Linked DNA regions of Sus scrofa: region 1 is linked to region 2. Evidence: chromatin contacts called from public Hi-C data. All regions are on one chromosome and are shown on one strand. The core of a region is the stretch at or near the end of the contact, and the rest is flanking DNA. Distances in the headings are between cores, read along the strand shown. Region 1 holds the start of INHBB (inhibin beta B subunit). Region 2 has its middle 130 kb from the start of INHBB.

Region 1 (3,070 bases), core at 194-2,693, 130 kb after region 2:
CTGGGGCCCGATTCTGGAGAGCAGGGGTGGAGAGGAAAGCACTCTGTGCCGGGGGTAGGGGGAGCAAGAAGGGGTTGCTACCCGAAGAAAGAGGACAGCAACCAGGACGGAGCGCACAGGGCCCAAGGCGAGCGGGCCGGGCCAGGAGCCCAGGTTTCCCCCAGGGCGCGCTGCCTGCGGCGGCGGTGGACAACGTGGGCAAGGAAAAGGGGGTGGAGGAAGGGGCGAGAGCCACGGCTGGATACTCAAGGGACCGACCCACCTGTCTCTGCGAAGCTGATGATCTCGGAGACCCGCTCTTGGCCGTCGGCGCCAGGGCTGGCGTGGCCGTCCAGGTGCGGGATCTCCACCCGGCCGTCCTCGCGCACCTTGCCCGCATGTAGTTTGCGCAGGGCCGTGACCATGGCGGCCTTGGGCACGGCATGGGTGATGTTGGGTCGGCCCCGCATCTGCAGGCGGTTCAAGATGTGGCGCTTCACCGCCTCCAGGAAGTCGCCGTCCAGCCGGCCCAGCTCCTCTGGCCGCCGGAAGCCGCCGCACGACGTGCAGGTGTCCTGGGAGCCGCCGAGGGCTCCGGGCGGCGGGGGCGGAGGTGGAGCGGCTGGCGACGGCGGGGGCGTGGGTGAGCCCCAGGCCTCGGGCCCCAGCCAGCCGGCCGCCAGCAGCAAAAGGCAGGCGGCCCCCAGCGCCCGACCGGGCAGCCCGTCCATGGTGCGCCGCTGGCGACGAGGGCGCCCGCCGCGAGGCGAGCCGAGCCGAGCGCAGGGCCGGGCTCCGGGCTCCAGGCGCGCCGCCCCGCCCCGCCCCCGCCCGCGCCCGCCCGGGCCTCCACCCGCCCGCCGGGAGGGCCGCCGCCGGCTCACAGGGGAGGGGGCCGGCCGGGCCGCGGGGATTCCCGCGCGGCGGGGAAGGGGTGCGGTGGGCCCCGGGAGCCGGAGAGGTGCGCTGGGCGAGGCGGTAGCGAGGGGTCACTGCCACTCGGGCGTCTCGGGGCGCCTCGGCATCCGCAGCCTTCTCCCCATCCTTTCCGCGTCGGGGCCCCGCAGGCCCCGCTCGGGTGAAGCGAAAGCGGCGGCAGCGGCGGCTTCGCCGCCGGGCGGGGAAGGTGGCGAAAAGGCCGGTCGAAGCAACTTGGCCGAGATGAAAGCGAAGGCGCCTGAGCCCCCGGAGCGGAACCGGGCGCGGCTTGGAGTGGCGCTGTGGCGGGGCCCGGCGCTCACACCTGAGCGTCTCGCCCTCGCCGCCTCGCGCGGAGGAAGGGCTGCTGCCGCCGGCGACGGGCGGGTTGTCCTCTCCACCGGCCGCCGGGCGGGCAAAGGAGCGGAGCGAGCGCGGTGCCGGGGGCGCCGGGGAGCACGGGTCGGTTCAGAAGCGGCGCAGAGCCCCGGGCCGCGGGCCCTGCGGTCCTTCGGGCGCGTCACACGGCAAAGTTGTCTCCAGGCTCCCGGGGCGCCGCATCCGCCGGCGGCCAGCCGCTGCGCGCTCCGCCGGGGCCTCTGCTCCGCCGGCCTCCTCGCCTCCTGCCTCCCTCCGCCCGCGTGCGCCGGCCGGCTGGGCGCGGGGCGCCGGGCAAGGAAGGCGAGGCGGAGGCAGGGCCCTCCTTGCTCCGGTCTCCGCTGCCTGCCGCGGCGGCAGCGGTGTCGGCTCGAGCGCCTAAAAGTCTCGCGGCGTCCCCGGCGCTGGTGCCCTAGCTCGCTCTCCCGCTGGCACACGCCGCAGGGCCGGGAGAGAGCGGGAGGGTGGCGGCCGCGTCCCCGCGCTGGCCTCGACAGAGTGCAGATCCCGCCGAGGAGGAGTTCTTCTCTTTGCCCTCTCTTCTTTTACTCTCCTCGTTTTTTCTCCCAAGGGGAAAAAAAAAAAAAGCCGCACAATCTCCGTATGTGCGCGCGCGTTGAGATAGACGTTGGCAGGAAAAGGGGGGGCGGGCGAGTGTCGCCCTGGCCGTGCGGGAGGAGAATGTCCGCGCCTCCCGGCTCCAGCTTCCCCGGGAGGCGGGGGACAGGGGGAAGGGGAGGCGGAATCTGTTCAGGTCGGTGCTGCCCGCTCCCCCCGCCCGCCCACCCCCGCTTCCCTCAGCTTCTTTCCTTCTGCCTTCGTGAGAAGGAGGAGCGAGCCGGCCCTCTCCCTTCCCCCTTCACCCCCCGCAAGGCCGGGCCACTTCTGCGGTCTGGAAACTTTCTCACCACGTGGGCGCCCCGGACCCCAGCCCAGCCGGGCATCGGGCGGCACCGACGGGCTCCTGGCCCAGGATCCCGGCGCTGGCCTCCTCCCCGCAGCCGCGCAGGCCCTGCCCTCGTCCCTGCCGCCGCCCTCCGCGACCGGGAGAGGCACCTCTCGCCGCCGCAGCCGCCCCCGGCCTGCCTGGGGAGCTCCCTCGCGGGCCTTGGCGAGGCGGGGCGGCGATGCGGCCTCGAGCGCCGCAGCCTGGCTCCGCGGGTGGATGCCGCTCCCGGGCTGCAGTGCCCGAGCCCAGCGCCCCAAGCCGCTGGTGCACTGGGCGAAGCGTGGGCCCAGCAGGCTGGAGGTGCCGGGAGGTGGCCGCAGCCGGAGGCCTGCCTTCCCCCGGCTCTGAGCCCCGAGGAACTCCTCGATTGCGTGGGGGAACCGGCCTCGCGGCCGAGAGACCTCCAGGTTGGCGAGGTCTCCAGGTTGGCGAGGTCTTCCTCAGCACCGCCACCCCCCCAACTGGCAAACCTTAGCCTGAGATAAACCGGGTTCCAGTCTAGGCTCAGTCACGGACAGTTTGCAGCAGTGACCTTGGGTAGAGTGTTCACACTCTAGTCACTACTGCCTCATCTGTACACGGGGCACAGTCACACCTATTAGCACACGGGCTGGCTGGGCGCCCCAAAGTAAGCAACTGGGCCAAGCTCCTCACAGTACTCAAATTATGTTCCAAGGCCTCCGTTCTTAGGCCACCAGACAAGAGGTGCTGTCGATGGAAACCAAGCTCCCATCCCCCTCCAGAACCCCAAGTGCAATCCATTCCTTCTGTCCGTCATCACGCCCAACATGGACTTGGAGCCGCAAAGCAGTGCGCCTAGGGCGCAGCGCCTGGGGCCAGGAACCC
Region 2 (2,865 bases), core at 157-2,656:
AATGTCCACCCAGCCTCCCAAGCAGTGGATGAGCCCTTTAAAGGCAGGCTCTGGCTGTGGGCGTCTCTGCCCAGTGGGTGCCTGGAAGAGATGTGTGTGTTGGGGGGGGGGGTTTCTAGGGAAGTTTTCAGGAAGAGAGGGAGAAAGGAAAATATGAATGAATTTGGCAAAACCAAGAGGTGGGTGGGGACAGGAAAAAAAAAAAAGTGAGAGGAAGTAGGCAGGTACTACGGATCACAGCTGAACAGCCTGTCAGAATTTCCCTGTAGGAGTTTCCACTTTGGCGCAATAGAATCGGTGGCGTCTTGGGAGCACAGAGATGCTGGTTCGATCCTGGCCCAGCACAGTGCGTTAAGCATCCGGCATTGCCGCAGCTGTGGCTTAGGTCTCAACTACGGCTCGGATCTGATTCCTGGCCCAGGAACTCTGTATGTGTGGGGTGGCCAAAAAAGAAAAAGAAAAAAAAAAAACATGCTTCTGGTTTTGGAGTTGTGGCTTAGTGATATCAAACCCGACTAGTATCCATGAGGATGAAGGTTCAATCCCTGGCCCTGCTCAGTGGATTAAGGATCTGGCATTGCCATGAGCTGGGGTGCAGGTTGCAGACTCAGCTTGGATCCCTGGTCGCTGTGGCTCTGGTATAGCCCGGCAGCTGCAGCATCGATTCGACCCCTAGCCTGGGAACTTCCATATGCCACAGGTGCAGCCCTAAAAATATATTTAAAAAACAAGTAAAAAGAATTCCCCTGCAGCAGAGGTCCAGAATGAAGCCGGGCACCTCGTACTCAGACCTGAAGGAATGGTGAGGCCTCCTGAGTGGGAAGGCGCTGGAAAAAAATGCACGGGAGGAGCAGGAGATAGGAGGCCTGGTCACAGCCAGGCACTGTGCTGATGCATTACACACAGCATCTTTTTAAGTCTGCACATTAATCTGCAAGCAGCGCAATGCAGAGAGAAGAACTGGGACTCAGGAAGGACACGGCCCTGGTCCAAGTTCACACGGCTGGATGGTGGCCGCGCAGGAAGGAATTTGCAGTCCTGTTGGGCTGGTTCCAAAAGCAGCCACCATCCCAGGACACTCCACTCCTGCCAAGCCCAGCCACTCTGGCAGGGGGCTAGGTGTTCCCACCTCTTAAGGCCTCAGGTCCTTCCTCTGTCAGTGGAGGGGCTGAGCTGGGTGACCCAAGCTCCCTTTCCGCTCCCACCTCTTTGGGACCTTGGGCGGGTCTAGGAAATCAGGATGGGCTTCCTGGAGGGGGTGGGGTGGGGGTCTGAATTTCTTCCCACTGACAACAGACACACAGTTCCGTTTATGTTGCCAAGAGACAATCCAGGGCAAGAAGGGAGAGGCCCACGGCAGAGATGACTCCATAGCCCAAAAATGAGAATCACAACAGCCCGCAGGATTGTGCAAGCTGCCCTCGAGGCAGCCAGTCGGGCCTGGCCTGGAGGAGAGCTGTTTACACGCCCAAGTATGGGCTGGCAGTTAATTCCATCCGCAGAGGGCACAGCCCTAAGGGCTGCCAGGAACAGCTGTGTGAAAACGACAGAGACCGGGCCCTTGATCTCAGACCCCAGATACCTGAGAGTTCATTCATTCATTCATATCTATGTGAATTCCCCGAGTGTTTCCCAGGCATTGTGCAAGGCGCCAGGGTATGGAGGTAAATAAGGCAACGTCCTGAGAGTCCCCTGGATCTGAGAACCTCGAAGAACAGAGAGCACTAAATATAGAAAACGACCCCTCCCTGCAGGGTCAGTGCAATGATAAACATGTGTGCTTGGAGCCCAGGCAACGCAGGACAGGGGACTTTAGTATCTTCCTATGGAAAATATTTAACTGCTGGTTTTAAAAAAAGTCAAACCAAGATCATCACTTTGTACTCAATGGCCTTTAAAAAGCCTTTTCCCTGGTGAATGGAGATATGTGAGAATGTTCACATTTAAAGTTTCCTTTCCTGGACACCTGGTCAGGAAAATCAATCTCAGTTGTTTTCAGAACTGTGTCCTAGGCTGTGCAAAGGCCCTGGGGTTTGTACAGTCTGCTGGACATGGGGCAGGGGGGTGCTCCAGACATAACTTCCCTCGCAGGGGGCATGTTCCTTGGTATCTCTGGCTGAGTGCCAGGACCTGAGGTGTGGCTATGACCCCAGTTTCCCTGGACAGAGAGCTTTAAAATATTATGCCATGTCCTGGTGTGCTGCTGTGGAGAAAGCTCAGGTCCCACCTCTGGGATTTAGGGCCCCTTCCTCCTGCCTTTTCACAGCTCTCTTTCCACCCTTTATTGGGACCGCTTGCATATTTTCTTTCTCAATATTCCCTTTTCACAAAAGACAGAAAAAGATATTGCCTACGAGCAGTTTTGTTTGGGTTCTACAAATGCCCTTGGAACTAGGAAGTACAAAGGGGTCTGGCTACAAATCTGGGACATGGAGAGGGAAAAACAACAAGAGAGAAAATGCAAATTTATAGCTTAATAAATCATCTGTCTTGCACAAAGTTTTCTGTCTGCTTTTATTTATCGTTTCTTGAGGCTGTGTTTCTAAAAGTTAAGTTGAAAGACCAACACATTTTTTGAGAATATTGTTCAAGTCGCTTGTCTAAAGGTCGATACCAATCCCCCCTCATCAACAGTGTGTGAGCATTGTTGATTTCACCACACCATCACCAGCATCGAGTTCGTGTTTTTATTAATCTTTGATAATTTCACAAATGCAAGGATTTTATTTCCAGTGTTTTTTCATTTTTTATTATTCATGTTACTCACTGATTCTAGAAGTATGATTTTATTTTCAATGGTTCTTTTAAATACAAAAATTTCTGGGGGAGTTCCTGTGTGGCACAGCAGAAACGAATCTGACTAGG

The links. Hi-C and Micro-C count contacts between places; a contact is called where the count stands out from the background.
Region 1: a contact with region 2 is called in a Hi-C map of liver, with 2.0 times the contacts expected there. The contact joins the promoter of INHBB here to the enhancer-like site in region 2. A contact is called at or near these places in 1 of 5 promoter capture datasets (liver), 12 of 47 Hi-C or Micro-C datasets (alveolar macrophages, embryonic fibroblasts, fetal liver and 7 more) and 1 of 2 datasets of contacts at active chromatin or transcription factors (skeletal muscle).

The regions. Positions count from the first base shown.
Region 1 is chr15:31,002,962-31,006,031 of Sscrofa11.1, forward strand. INHBB (inhibin beta B subunit) reads right to left here and starts at 1,444. Exons shown (of 2, transcript NM_001164842.1): 1 at 263-1,444. The coding sequence starts at 710.
Region 2 is chr15:30,869,540-30,872,404 of Sscrofa11.1, forward strand. No RefSeq gene overlaps it. Among named protein-coding and RNA genes, the nearest start is that of INHBB, 130 kb to the right of the region's middle. Within about 2 kb of position 1,407, at least 32 of the 83 cell types and tissues checked have an H3K27ac peak or open chromatin away from gene starts, as enhancers often do. A contact at or near this core is called in embryonic fibroblasts, fetal liver, liver and 4 more, where this site is marked.